Regions from separate parts of the Mus musculus genome. Here regions 1 and 2 are each linked to region 3. A link is a contact called in public promoter capture Hi-C data. All regions are on one chromosome and are shown on one strand. The core of a region is the stretch at or near the end of the contact, and the rest is flanking DNA. Distances in the headings are between cores, read along the strand shown. Region 1 overlaps Rbm6 (RNA binding motif protein 6). Region 2 holds the start of Mon1a (MON1 homolog A, secretory traffciking associated). Region 3 holds the start of Gpx1 (glutathione peroxidase 1).

The links. Promoter capture Hi-C pulls out the DNA fragments that hold promoters and counts their contacts. Capture Hi-C pulls out chosen DNA fragments and counts their contacts.
Region 1: a promoter capture Hi-C map of liver shows a contact between it and region 3, with 2.4 times the contacts expected there. The contact joins the enhancer-like site here to the promoter of Gpx1 in region 3. A contact is called at or near these places in 4 of 39 promoter capture datasets (the C10 cell line, hippocampal neurons, liver and 1 more), 1 of 15 datasets of contacts at CTCF or cohesin (the NIH/3T3 cell line), 1 of 484 Hi-C or Micro-C datasets (CD4 T cells), 3 of 115 datasets of contacts at active chromatin or transcription factors (bone marrow-derived dendritic cells, bone marrow-derived macrophages and large pre-B cells) and 2 of 9 other capture datasets (adipose tissue and liver).
Region 2: a promoter capture Hi-C map of adipose tissue shows a contact between it and region 3. The contact joins the promoter of Mon1a here to the promoter of Gpx1 in region 3. A contact is called at or near these places in 3 of 39 promoter capture datasets (the C10 cell line, neutrophils and pre-B cells), 4 of 115 datasets of contacts at active chromatin or transcription factors (bone marrow-derived dendritic cells, bone marrow-derived macrophages, large pre-B cells and 1 more) and 3 of 9 other capture datasets (adipose tissue, liver and pancreatic islet).

What each region holds. Positions count from the first base shown.
Region 1 is chr9:107,851,937-107,856,398 of GRCm38.p6, forward strand. It overlaps Rbm6 (RNA binding motif protein 6), which reads right to left. Exons shown (of 21, transcript NM_011251.3): 3 at 189-1,467. Among named protein-coding and RNA genes, the nearest start is that of Rbm6, 19 kb to the right of the region's middle. Within about 2 kb of position 1,710, at least 3 of the 459 cell types and tissues checked have an H3K27ac peak or open chromatin away from gene starts, as enhancers often do. A contact at or near this core is called in liver, where this site is marked.
Region 2 is chr9:107,886,400-107,891,121 of GRCm38.p6, forward strand. It overlaps Mon1a (MON1 homolog A, secretory traffciking associated), which reads left to right and starts at 1,730. Exons shown (of 6, transcript NM_028369.3): 1 at 1,730-2,003.
Region 3 is chr9:108,337,036-108,341,388 of GRCm38.p6, forward strand. It overlaps Gpx1 (glutathione peroxidase 1), which reads left to right and starts at 2,045. Exons shown (of 2, transcript NM_008160.6): 1 at 2,045-2,523; 2 at 2,742-3,307. The coding sequence starts at 2,278. The coding sequence ends at 3,101. Rhoa (ras homolog family member A) reads left to right here. Exons shown (of 6, transcript NM_016802.5): 6 at 1-908.

The DNA.
Region 1 (4,462 bases), core at 460-2,959, 490 kb before region 3:
TAAACAAACACACATCGAAAACATGTTCTGAGCCAAGGGCCTTTTTTAGATGTTTAAACTCCTATATTCTACTCTCAATTACAGAATTTCCTTTTGCGTGGTTGTATAAGAAGGCTTTAGTGACTAAACATCTTCTATTCTATACTTCAACCTTGACAAAAGGATTATGAATCACCTCATCAACATACCTGAAGGTCTTGTTGGGCATCTCTGGACATTTTGCCCTGAGAAAATGACTTGCTCTGGCCATAGCCAAAAATCTGGTTTCCTGGCAACCTGTGATCCACATCACAGTATTCAATGCTTCTGTAATCAGTGTCTTGTTGGCCAAGAAAGTCCAAATCACCTTCTTCTTTAAACAGACCAGCATCTGAACTCTGTTGTTCACCTCCAGAAAGCTTTGGCTTATCTTGTTCTTGAACTGGACTTTGGCTGTTTTGAAAGTCTGATTGAGATTCATGTTCAAAAGTTCCACTTTGTGTTTCTCCTTCTCTTGTTTCTGAATGCTCAAATTCTCCCTTCTGAACACCAAAAGCAGGTCTTTCCATTGCATGGTCATGTATGGATTCTTCTCTCTTGTTCATATTCATACCAGAATGTTCTCTCTCTTGTGGAGAAGGCTGAATGTAATCCAAAACTTTTGGATCCATAGGAGGCATCTCCCTATCTTTAAATTCCATACAAGGTCCTACCTCTCTGCCCCGAAAATCTTGGTAAGTCCTAGTACGATGTCTACCTCTGAAATCCGAATGTGGTGTATCCCTGTTCCTAAAGTCTAGATCAGTAGTAGCTGAACCTCGGCCTCTAAAGTCCACCTGTGTTCCATCTTTATCCCTGAAGTCCAAATCAGATACATCTCTGTTCCTAAAATCAGAACGAGACTGATCTCTGGATCTAAAATCCAAATCTGATAAATCTCTTCCCCTAAAATCTGAATGGGATCCCTCTCGGCCTCTAAAATCTAAATCATATGTGCCCCGCCCCCTAAAGTCAGTTGGAGGGACATCTCTACTTCTAAAGTCAACAGTATGAGAATCCCTGTCTCTATAATTCATATGAGGTGTCTCCCTACCTCTATAATCCATAGGAGTACCATCTCCACCCCTGTAGTCCATAGGTGGTCCTTCTCTATCCCGAAAATCCCCAGAATGTATGTCCCTGTTCCTGAAGTCCAACTGTGCTGAATCTCTACTCTGGAAATCCGAAGATGAAAAATCTCCCCCTCTGAAATCGTGTCCAGGTCCCTCCCCTCCTTGATAGTCACCATGTGGTCCATCTCTACCTCCATAGCTGAAAGAATGCTCCTCTACATTTGCAAAGGGAGGTCCTGAATGCCCCTGGAAATCAAAGGGAAGTGAATCTCTGCCAGGAAAGTTGCCAGAGTGTCTCTCTTGAGCATGACTCTTAAGGGGAGGAGGAGGATAATCCCTGTTCCACCCGGGAGCAAACCTTTCTTCTTGGCTCCCACTGTAGAAACAAAGACAGGGTTATTCATATTGTCCAGAGAGTTTGAAATCTACACACCAGCATATTCTTCTCTAATCACAGCATATTCTTCTGTAAACATATTTTGGGGGGCAGAGTTCTGTAACAAGGTCCTAGATCTGCAGAAAACAGCAAGTTTTGCTATTTTAAGATGAGGTGTCCGAGTAAACTTTTATGCTCCCATTTCAGAACACGAGGTAAGTCAACACAAGGTTTTCAACATGACTGCTGCAGAAAAAGCTTTCACCCAGTCCTGCAACAGGGAAAATCCGCAATACCAGATAAGCTAACAAAGGTAACATACTACAAAAATTCCCAGTTTCTACAGCCAAGGAACTTAAAATTCCAAGGTCATTATGACAATTACTACACATGTGGAGTCAGGGGTAATCAGTGCAATTTTCTGTTTGGTTGTTTGGTTTTTCTTTTGATTTTCAGACAGGACTTGGTTATATAATAACCTGGCTAACCTAGAAATCACTATGTAGACCAGGCTGGTGTTGAATTTGAAGTAACCCTCTATTCCCTCTGCTTCCTGAATACTAGATTATAATAAACAACCATGCTCGGCCTCAAAATATAAAATGTCTTGTAAGTTCCAGGAAGTGTCTTTCTAATTGCTGCACACAATGGTAAAGATTCCCAAATATTTTATTATATCTACATCATGGATTGTAATTAATCCAATTGAGTATAGTCCAGAAAGGACTCATTGTATATCATTGTGACCAGTAGCAGCATTAATGCCAGCTCTATTGGGCCTCTACTCAGAAAGATCCTCATCTGGGCCCAATAACTATCCAAGAGTATATTATCACAGAAGGCAACATGAATCATTCCACAAAGCATGTTAGGTGATCTACACCAAGCTAAATTATGTAAGAACTTAAAGCTGAAAGTCACCTAGAACATTAGTTCTTTAGGCATTATCTTCATGTCCAAAATAAAAAAGCTGACAAGATTCTAATGCCTCAAGCTAACTTTTTATTGCAATAAAACATTTTAAAATACTTACAGTTAGAAAAGGGACAACAAAAAAGAATAAATGAGACAGGAGAGATAGTTAAAGGCGCTTGCTGGTCTTCCAGAAACCCTAGGTTTGGTTCCCAGAACCCATGTGACAGCTCACAACCTGTATACTCCAGTTCCAGGGAATCTGACACCCTCTTCTGGCCTCTTTGGGAAGCAGGCATGCATATGATCTATACACATTTCAACAAAACATCCATCATATAACTCAAGAAAATAAACAAGCTGGTAAGTGGTAACACATGCCTTTAATCCCAGGATTTAGGAATCAGAGGCAGGCAGATCTCTTGAGTGTACCAAGGCCAGCCTGGTCTACAAAGTGAGTTCTGGGACAGCCAGGGTTGCTACATAGAAACCCTGTCTTGAATAAACAAAAAAACAAACAAACAAAAAACAAAATAAAAATAAAGGAGAAATAAATAAGAGTTGCCCAGCCTTTCAAACTACTCAGCATCTTTCCTTTGCCTAATCACTAGAGCATTTTACACATTTTGGCTTTTATCAAAGATCAAGAGACAGCCATAAAGGGTGGTCTACAACTATTAATCTCATTGCTTGGAATGTTGAGGAGGATGATCCTGAATTTAAGAGTAGCCTTAGAATGAGAACCTATTTCAACAAATCAAAAAAAAATCAAGGAACTTAAGTAGGCAATTAGACACCGGGGAATCCCAGAGAAGGCACGTGAAAAAGGAAATAAAAATGGTTAAAGAGCTATCTACTGCTTGGCAAGACAACAAGAACATGTAGATTATCAGAATCAACTCAAGATTCTCCTCCCAAGACATACTGATTCTATCATAAGACCCTTCTGAGCTCAAACTCCACCCCCACAGTAGGAGGCCAAAGACAACCAACACTAGGTAACTCAGCTCAGGAGGACTGGTCCATCACCATACCATCACCACTCCCTTTCTATCTTTTGTTTTTTAATTTATTATTTGGGTGTTATATCTGTACATGTGTGGGGTGCATTTGCATGGGTGCATGTATGCAGAGGCTGGAGGAGTGCACTGGGCATCTTCTATGGCTCTCTTCTTATTTTTTATGACAGGGTTTCTCACTGAATCTGAAGTTTACAGTTTCAGTTAGACTAAATGGACTGAGCTTACTTCAATTTCCACCCAACACAGGTTACAAAAACATGTTTTCTTTCATTTGGTTGGGTTTTTGGGTTTTTTTTGTTTTTTGTGTGTTTTTTTTTTAATATACTAGGGATTTAAACTGAGGTCCTCTTAATAGCAAGCACTCTTTTCCAAAAAACTGTCTCCTCAGGAGTACCAAGCCCTTTCATAAAGTAAATAGAAATTTAAAACATTAACCTAAACAGTAGAACGTACATTTAGTGGATTTTCAGAACATAAAAGCTTCTATTGGTTCCCAATAACACTAACATTATTTATGTCTGGTTCATCATAAGCAAGCTTAAATATTCATAAGGAATAAAATTTAACACAAAAATTAGAATGTTACCATTAACCACAGTGTCTCCCATACTTAAAAGTCATTAAAGTCATTCATTGGCTTTTGAGAATACTCAAGCTTCCTCAGACCCTCACAACACAATGACTGCTGAGGCATCTAAAAGTAGGTACTTTATTGACCAGAGCACACCCAGCATTGTCCTTAAATAATGCCATGAAGACTATCTTACCCTTCTAAGTCAAGCAGATCTAGAGTAACCTACCACACTGCAGTTCTTATGTCTAATCAAAAGTCAGTTCTATTGATATAAACAGCAGCAGTGCCATGTGTGATGGCTCATGCCTTTTATCTCTGAGCTCAAGGCCAGCCTCGTCTACATAGCCAAATTCAAGGCTAGCCAGGGCTACATTGTGAACCCCTACTTCAAAACAAACACCAGAGGTTATAGAAATTATTTTAAGCTAACATAAAACAATTTTATGAAAAAAAAGTATTTCAAAGAGAAAATAAGACATTTTCCTGA
Region 2 (4,722 bases), core at 480-2,979, 450 kb before region 3:
GGCCACAGTTGATCCTTAAGGAAACTCAGCACAGGAACTTTTGAAGCAGAAACCAGGAAGGAACCCATGTTGCTTGCTGGCTCACTCAAGCTGAGTAGCCCAGGACCACCTGCCCAGGGAATAACACTAATTGCAATGAGCTGGGCACTCCTGCATCAATTAACAACTGAAACAATTCCCCACAGACACTGTGTCAAGTTGAGAACTGAAGCTGATTAGAACAACACCCAACGTAAGATGTGCACACACACCCCTGCACATATTCCCATACATATTTGCACATACATGAACACAGAACATACATATGCACACAAAAGAAGACCTCGAACTCAGAAATCTGCCTGCCTCTGCCTCCCAAGTGCTGGGATTAAAGGGGTGAGCCATCACCGCCCTGCTCAAAAATTCTTACTTTAGACTCGTATAGTGAAATAATATGAAATGAAGTATATAGGGAAAACTTGTATAAATTATATTTGCTTCAAGGTAGGAACCTGGAAGCCAGAGCAAGCAAAGAGAGGAAATCCTGAAAGACCTATGGAGACTTGGAGAAGTTCCACTCCCCTTCTCAGTCTCCACTGCAAAGGAACGAACTCCCTCTCACATGGGACGCTTCCCTTACCCAGCATTTAAGGGTCTGGTAACCCTGTGGAAACTATCTCCAGGAAAAGGTCACAGGTTGTCATCATGTCAGTCACACATATGCCAGTATTATGGAGCCAGATTTCAAATTTGCATGGGAGAGAGGGAGGGAGGGAGAGAGAGAGAGAAAGAGAGAGAGAGAGCACACATATGCCAGTATTATGGAGCCAGATTTCAAATTCGCATGGGAGAGAGGGAGGGAGGGAGGGAGAGAGAGAGAGAGAGAGAGAGAGAGAGAGAGAGAGAGAGAGAAGAGAAGAGAGAGAAGAGAGAGATCCCCAACTTCTCCGACCTCCTTAGGGAGCCTGTCAAACTGCAAGGAAAAGTCAGAGGTTTTTGACTTTGTCCTTTATCTCAGAACTATTGGGATGACTAACCATGAAGCTTGAAAAGTAAGCAAATTGCTTCAGATAAAATATAAGTAATACTAGCCATTCCCTAATTTTGCTTCTTCAAACTATTCACCAGAAATAAGGGCTGCTGGGAAAACTTGTTTTCCTGTTTTTATTACTTTGTGTCTAGGAAATTATAAGCAGTGGTTCCTTGCCCTTAGAAATCACCCAGGAGCTTTTTCAAACAACTCCGATGCCTCGTACCTCACATTCATCCCATTAAGTAAAAATCTATAGGATAGTGTCCAGGCATTAATGTTTTTTTAAAAGCTCCCCGGGTCAGTTTATGTGAATTGTTGAGAATTGTGCTTTCTATTGCCTTAAAATAATATACTGTGACCAGACTTAAGGTCTTTTTAAGCAACAATTTTTGAGTCTTTTCAACACGTCCGCGTCTTGTACAGTCTATGTGGTTGTGCTCACTAGTGGCATTTATCCAGCTCCCTAAACTTATCATCTTTCCATGATCGGTGGGGAAATACTGACGTTCGTTCTGGTCCCTTAAAGTAAACATCTAGTGGGTGTTTGGGGGGAAGGGTAGAGGACCCGCCTCTAAGACACGGAAGAAGGCGGTGCCAGGTGAGGCAACCCGGGTCCTAGGTCAGACCCCGCCTCTGGCATCGCCAGGCTCGGGAGCCCGGAACCGCTCCCGCAGCTTTAAGGCTGCGGAGAGTTACGGACTACATTTCCCACAATGCACACAGGGGCGGGCTGGGGCTGGCCAAGAGGCTGGAACCGGGCCTCCGCCACCAGAGGCCGGTGAAAGCTGTCTTCCTGCGCCGGTGGCCGGTTAAGGGTCGGCAGGAGAGATCGGTTCCTCCGCTGTGGCCATGTCTGTATCCTCCAGGGGCGGTAGCCCCGCGAAGTTGCACTCTGAGGCCAGGCACTGCTGGACACTTATATCTCCCCAGGGGTCTGGCAGAGGGCAGTGACTGGTACCCTCGGTAGGTCCTGTGTTTCCCCAAGAAACAGGTGAGTTCGACTGCTAACCCACGTGGCCTGGGGGCGGCGAGAGGCGGGCAAGCTGTCATCTTTAGAGGGAGGGGCTTGAAAACTAGGGGGGGGGGGTGTCCCGGCCATCTACTGCCCCGATAGGGGTACTGCGGCTCTTTGGGGTCCTTTAGCCGGCTGGTCCCAGCTAGGCACTAAGAAAGATGAGGCGAGAACTCATCCTTTGGCCGGGAGAGCAATGTCCCATAGGCAGCAGACACCAACCCCCAATTCGGACATATTCGGCCCACAGAGTTCTCTTTAAAAGGAGGATGGTGGAGCGAGGCAGGCAGGTCTGAAAGGGTGAGCCAACCCTTTCTAGGTAGAGTTTGCTTGGGAACTGTGAGCAGCCTTTGTCAGGAAGGGGAGTGGCCTCTAGAGGTGACAAGGAACTAGGCTCATTGTAGATCCTGGAGGCATCCTGCTGAAGCAGCCACATCACAGTCCCAATTGAGCCCTGACTGTCAGACTTTCTGAGTCGTCCTCCCAAGTGGACCAAAGGGGTCAAGATCAAATTTGAAGCGCTGTTAGAACAGGAAAAAAGATCAAGGTTGTTTGAAGCTAGTAAGGAGGGGCTTTTGCAAGACCCTCCTCTCTCAGGAGCAATCTGAAGGAGGGAGGCGCATTGGAAGGAGGGACAGCATCAGCTTTTTGTTTGTTTGTTTGTTTTTGTTCTTGGTGATTTTGTTCATAGGCTCTGCTAGAGGCTTCTAGGAAAAGTTGCATGCCCTGGGAGCACTTAGAGGAACTGCCTAAAAAGTGTTCCTGTAGAGACCACTGGAGCTGTTCTCAGACACCTCCCTTGCATAACGGCTCAGGACCAGCTTTTCCAGGAGCACTTGCTGCAGAAATCAAAGTCTATTGGAGGTGGGAGGTGGGCTTTATCTGCTCCACTCAGCCTTCTTGCCTGAGTGTGTGGGTATCCAGAAAACGGTTCGCTTCACCAGGCCTTCTGGTTGGAACCCCAGACTGACCTTGGAGAGGATAAAAATGCTATATGATCTCACATAGAAGGAGAACTTTTGTGGAAAAAAAAAAAAAAAAAAGCACCGGCTAGCTCTAGACAGCTGGCCCTGCTCCGTTCCCTGTGCAGGTCCTATGCTGGGGACACTCAGGAACACTGGATTTATTTAACCCTCAGAAGCACAAAAAGTGTCCTGAAGGAGCATGTTGTCAGGACGGCATAGCTGGTGTAGAACTTGTTTGGAGTTTGAAGGCAGAAGTACAAAGCCACAGAGAGGGCATTGTGCAGACCTAGGAGGTAGATAAATTTGGGAGAGATAGCTAGAAGCAGCTGAGAACTGGCAACCTGGCTCTGCAACTGCAGAGAAGGTAAGAACAGCTTGCTTGATACCGGGGAGGCTGAGGCCCGTGGCTCTTTGACCTGATGTCCTGGGGCAGGGGAGAGGGGGTCAGAAGGAGGGGTCCCTCAAACTAGAGCTCATGCTTCCTGAGGTCAGAAGTATGTTTGATCAGGTCATTCCTCAGGCCCTGGCTGACTGAGAAATCTTCTAAAGGATTGATTGGCAGGACAGAGACCACTGGACCTGTGTGTAAATGCAGTCTGAGTGCTAAGAATAACCACAATGTGCTAATAGCTTCAGCTGAGTATAGGGTATGCTTACTCTGTATAGCCAGGCCACATGTATTATCTCATTTAATCTTCCCACCCCATACATCATTCCTGGCTGTTTGCAGCCATTCGGTACCATTTTATAAGTAAGAAAACGGACCAGTAAAACCAGTTCCTCCAACTGCAGAGCTGCTTTTCCTGACTACTTCCAAGGACAAGCTGTCTCCACAGGCAAGAGTTTTCTTGCCTGACCCCAGGTACACTTGAACTGGGTGTTCTTCACACACCTTTTCTTTTCTTTATCCTCCAAAGATGTGTTAAATGCCGATTTAATTCCTCCTGCACATGTCTAATGTAGCAGGCCACAGAGTGACCTTCAATCTAGGGAAAGAAAAGCCCTGGTGAGCAGATATACTGCTGATAAGGTATTCCGACAGCAGCATGAAGTGAGGGAGTGAGTCACTGTGCTAGCCTAGGAAGAGACTTAGGGTGTAGGTAGACTGAGGGCAAAGGTCAAGTGAAGAGTTCCGGCTACGCTGGGCTGATGTAGAAAGGGGGCAGGAAGAAAGGGTAGAAAATAAGCTCCGAGAAATGAAGGAGAAGGGATCAACTGAGGGGCCTGGTGTGCCGTTGGGGGAAGTGACTTTCTTGCTAAGTGAGGTAGTAGTAGTGAGCAGAGGAAGGGCCTGACCCGACCTACCTTTCAGAGGCTCACCTCGATTACAAAGGCCGACCTGCTGGGACACATTACTACTGGTTAGGAGGTTGTGACAATTATTTGCTAGGGGGATAATAGCGGCTTAGACCCACCAGGTAATCAGGGAAGAGATAAGAAATGGTCAACTATTGAACCCGGTGTGCTGGGTGGTGGTGGAGGCATTCCCCTTTGATCCCAGCACTCAGGAGGCAGAGACAAGTGACTCTCTTGAGTTTAAAGATAACTTGGTCTACATAGTGAGTGCCATGACAGCCAGAGCTACACAGAGAAACCATGTCTCAAAACAAAACAAAATAAAAAAGTAATAGTCAACTATTGGATATAGACATTTACAACTTTGATGAGTTATTCTGGGAAAGTTGGTCAAAATATCAGGAACCTCTTATTGTCTCCCTCCCACTATTATTTAC
Region 3 (4,353 bases), core at 795-3,294:
CTGCACTCCACCTGACACCAGGCGCTAATTCAAAGAATTTCTTAACTTCTTGCTTCTTTCTAGAAAGAGAAACAGTTGGTAACTTTTGTGAATTAGGCTGTAACTACTTTATAACTAACATGTCCTGCCTACTTTCTGTCAACTGCAAGAACTCTGGTGAGTCACTACTTCAGAGCTTTCCTTGTTAACAGACTCCATTGCCAGAGCTCTGGGGTGGGTATTCAGTTTTTTGAAATCTTGCTCAGCCAGAAAGGCCCAAGTCCACGCAGCTGTTGCAGAGTTACAGTTCTGTGGTCTCATGTTAGTTACCTTATAGTTACTGTGTAATTAGTGCCACTTAATGTATGTTACCAAAAAATAAATATATCTACCCCAGACTAGATGTAGTATTTTTTGTATAATTGGATTTCCTAATACTGATATTTGTCATTCCCACAGAAAGTGTATTGCTTCTTTTCTTTTTCTTTCTTTCTTTCTTTTTTTCTTTTTTTTTTTTTTTTTTAAGAAAGTGTATTTGGAAATAAAGTCAGATGGAAGAATTCATTTTTAAAATTCCCATTTTGTCACTTTCTCTGATAAAATATGGCCATATCCCTTATTCAGCCCTATATATCATTCTAGTACCCCTTTCCAGACTGGACTAAGTAGGAATTTGGTTTCCCGCCTGAGGCAGTTATACTTTGGAGGTGGCATAGCCTTTCTCACCTGGACTGCAGGGTCTGGCTCTAAGTCACAGTGCTCCTTTCTCCACACTGTATCCAAGTTGCCTCCCAGAGGAGCCACCAGTTCTTATGGGTGGCAGTGGGTGGGGGTGGGGGGGTCTCTTCTCTCCAGCTGACTAAACATTTTTCTGTACCAGTTAATTTTTCCAACTAATAGAATAAAGGCAGTTTTCTAAATTTCCTGTATTCTCTTGTGTGTTGCTTTCGCCGGAAAGACTCCCCTGGAGAGGCTTCTTGAATGGCACCAGCTCCTCCTACTCCCTCCCTCTTCTAGACTAACCTTTTGTCTCCTCCCAAGAACATGGAAGTGGTTTCCCTGTGACACGTTCAAATCTAAAAAGTGGAGTGGAAGCCGGGTGTGGTGGCGCAGGCCTTTCATCCCAGCACTCGGGAGGCAGAGGCAGGTGGATTTCTGAGTTCGAGGCCAGCCTGGTCTACAATGTGAGTTCCAGGACAGCCAGGGATATACAGAGAAACCCTGTCTAAAAAAGACAAAAAAAAAAAAAAAAAAAAAAAGTGGAGTGGAATGTCATAGAGGGGACATGAGGGGCTGGGTTTTCTGGACTAAGACCAAACTGCACTGGGGGCAGGAATCTAGGACCACTAGAAGCACGTGTTCTGAGAGGAGCTAGGTTAGAGTCTGGAGCAGGGAGTCCTGCACTGCTGTCCACCCTTACAAAAACAACCAAAAGAAATTGCCTTTGATAGCGCTGTTAGTGCTACTAAAAAAAAGTCAGGCATGGGTGGTACAAGCCTTTAGTACCAGCACTCGGGATGAAAGCAAAGAGACAGGTAAATCTCTTGAGTTCTAGGCCTGCCTGGGCTACTGAACAAGCCTTAGTACAGCCAAGACTGCATACAGAAACACTGATGAGATGGAGACACCCCCCAAGACAAAACAAAACGAAAACATGCACTTGGAGTTCCAGGCGAGCCAGGGCTCTGTAGAGACCTTGTCTCAGAAACAAAACACTGGCCACCTGATGCGACGCAGCTCCTCTTGAGTTCAATTCCCAAATTATCACCGAGTGGAAGGAGAGAACCAACTCTGACCTCAACATGCATGCTCCTTCGATTTAATTAAACAATAAGTGTAATTAAACTTATGTTTTTAAAACCCTATAACCTTATGACTAGAAACGTGTGGGTAAAGTTACACAATATAAGGGAGCTGTGCGTGAGCTGCTTTAGCCGTTGTTATTGCCAGAGGCCATCTTCCTAGGCGGGACTCTAGACTAATTAAGAAACGGTTGAGTAAGACAGAGCTGGAAGATCCCCGCCTAAGCAAGCAGCTTCCTTCCAGACTAGTGCTACAGGAGCTAGACCAGACCCGCCCTAGGCACCTCCAGGCGCTTTAGCCCGGCCGCACCCTCTTCCCTGTTCCTCGATGGGGGGAGGGTAGAGGCCGGATAAGGCGGGACCCTGAGACTTAGAGCTGGCTGCCAGCCGGAAAGAAAGCGATGCCACGTGATCTCAGCACCATCCAGTTAAAAGGAGGTGCAGGGCCCTGTGAGCGCTAGTACGGATTCCACGTTTGAGTCCCAACATCTCCAGTATGTGTGCTGCTCGGCTCTCCGCGGCGGCACAGTCCACCGTGTATGCCTTCTCCGCGCGCCCGCTGACGGGCGGGGAGCCTGTGAGCCTGGGCTCCCTGCGGGGCAAGGTGCTGCTCATTGAGAATGTCGCGTCTCTCTGAGGCACCACGATCCGGGACTACACCGAGATGAACGATCTGCAGAAGCGTCTGGGACCTCGTGGACTGGTGGTGCTCGGTTTCCCGTGCAATCAGTTCGGACACCAGGTATATGGGGCGAGATGGGTGGCCTTGGGCTCTAGGCTCCCACGGGCGGGACACCGCTTACTTTCTCCTCTGGTACTACAGCTGGAATGCAGGCCTATCCTCGGTTATACAAGGAGGGCAACTTCCTGGTGACTCATCGGGAAACCTCTGTTTTGCAGTTAAAAAGCACATTCTTTCCGAAATCCTAGCACATAAATAAATGCCTTTGTCTTCCCTAGGAGAATGGCAAGAATGAAGAGATTCTGAATTCCCTCAAGTACGTCCGACCTGGTGGCGGGTTCGAGCCCAATTTTACATTGTTTGAGAAGTGCGAAGTGAATGGTGAGAAGGCTCACCCGCTCTTTACCTTCCTGCGGAATGCCTTGCCAACACCCAGTGACGACCCCACTGCGCTCATGACCGACCCCAAGTACATCATTTGGTCTCCGGTGTGCCGCAACGACATTGCCTGGAACTTTGAGAAGTTCCTGGTGGGCCCCGACGGTGTTCCCGTGCGCAGGTACAGCCGCCGCTTTCGTACCATCGACATCGAACCTGACATAGAAACCCTGCTGTCCCAGCAGTCTGGCAACTCCTAAGGCGGCCCTGGCATTGGCTTGGTGATTACTGGCTGCACTCTGGGGGGCGGTTCTTCCATGATGGTGTTTCCTCTAAATTTGCACGGAGAAACACCTGATTTCCAGGAAAATCCCCTCAGATGGGCGCTGGTCCCATCCATTCCCGATGCCTTTCCACCTAATGAAAGGTGGTTTCACTACTAAGAATAAAGTGCTGAATATCAGAATTGTTTGTGTGTCCTGTGTCATTGTCACCTTTTGGATAGCCTCATAGTCAGGGATAAGGAACTCAATCCCAGAGCCTAAACGTCCCTTTCCCCGCCCCTTATGCTTTTCTTTCTCCCTGTCCCAGGACATGGTTAAGGTCAGTCTTGAGTCGCCGTTACAGCAGAGGCCATACTCCAGAAGGAGGAAGCCAGTAGACAAGGGCAGACTGCCTAACGGTTAAGGCCACCCTAACCCCAAACGTGAACTTCTCCTTTCTGAGTTTTTGGTGGATGAGGAAGTGACTGTGTGCCCCTGTTCACACAAGACTCTAGAAATCTAGATCTTTGCCCACAGAAGTCTGTTTTGCACAGCTGCAACAGCCTTGCACAGTGTTACCAGCTTCTCTTTGCTGCATGAACCCACACTGCTACTCAGTGCCTTAATTTATGCTGGGTGTTGTGAGATTCCGACGGAAAAGGTGGAAGGCAGGTGTAGAGTGTGTGGCAGGAGGGGTGGGGGGTGTGTGTCCTGAGACCAGCCTGGGCCTACTTGAGGCAGAAAAAATGATTGTCAAACCTTGCAAGTTTACACATTTGGGCCTAGAATAGGACATATCTTAAAACATACATATCTTAAAGGCCAACAGCTACTGCTTGGGCCCCACCCTTTAAATATCTCAAGACACACCTGGAGCTGTTTCTTATCATAACCTCCCAGACACTCTGCAGTAACTAGGTTCAGTTGTTTTCTTAGGAACATGAATCCAGAGACTTGTGGGTAGTATGAAGCAATCTAGAGTGGTCTACAGGCTATTGCCATCCTGGTATGTGTGCCTAATTGGTGACTTTAAGGGCCTCTTACTCCTGAACCAACTCAGAAACATATCCCGTGGTTCTAAACAAGCGGTTATGTGTGCATGCAGTTAGGTGGGGAGGAAATATACCGCGTTACAGATGCCATGTAATGCTTTTACCGCTGAACCATGTCCATAGCCCTTGGTTGTTTTAAGACTGTAGCTCAAGGTGACCCCCAGCTCCCAGCAATTCTGGCTCTGTCTCTTGATTGC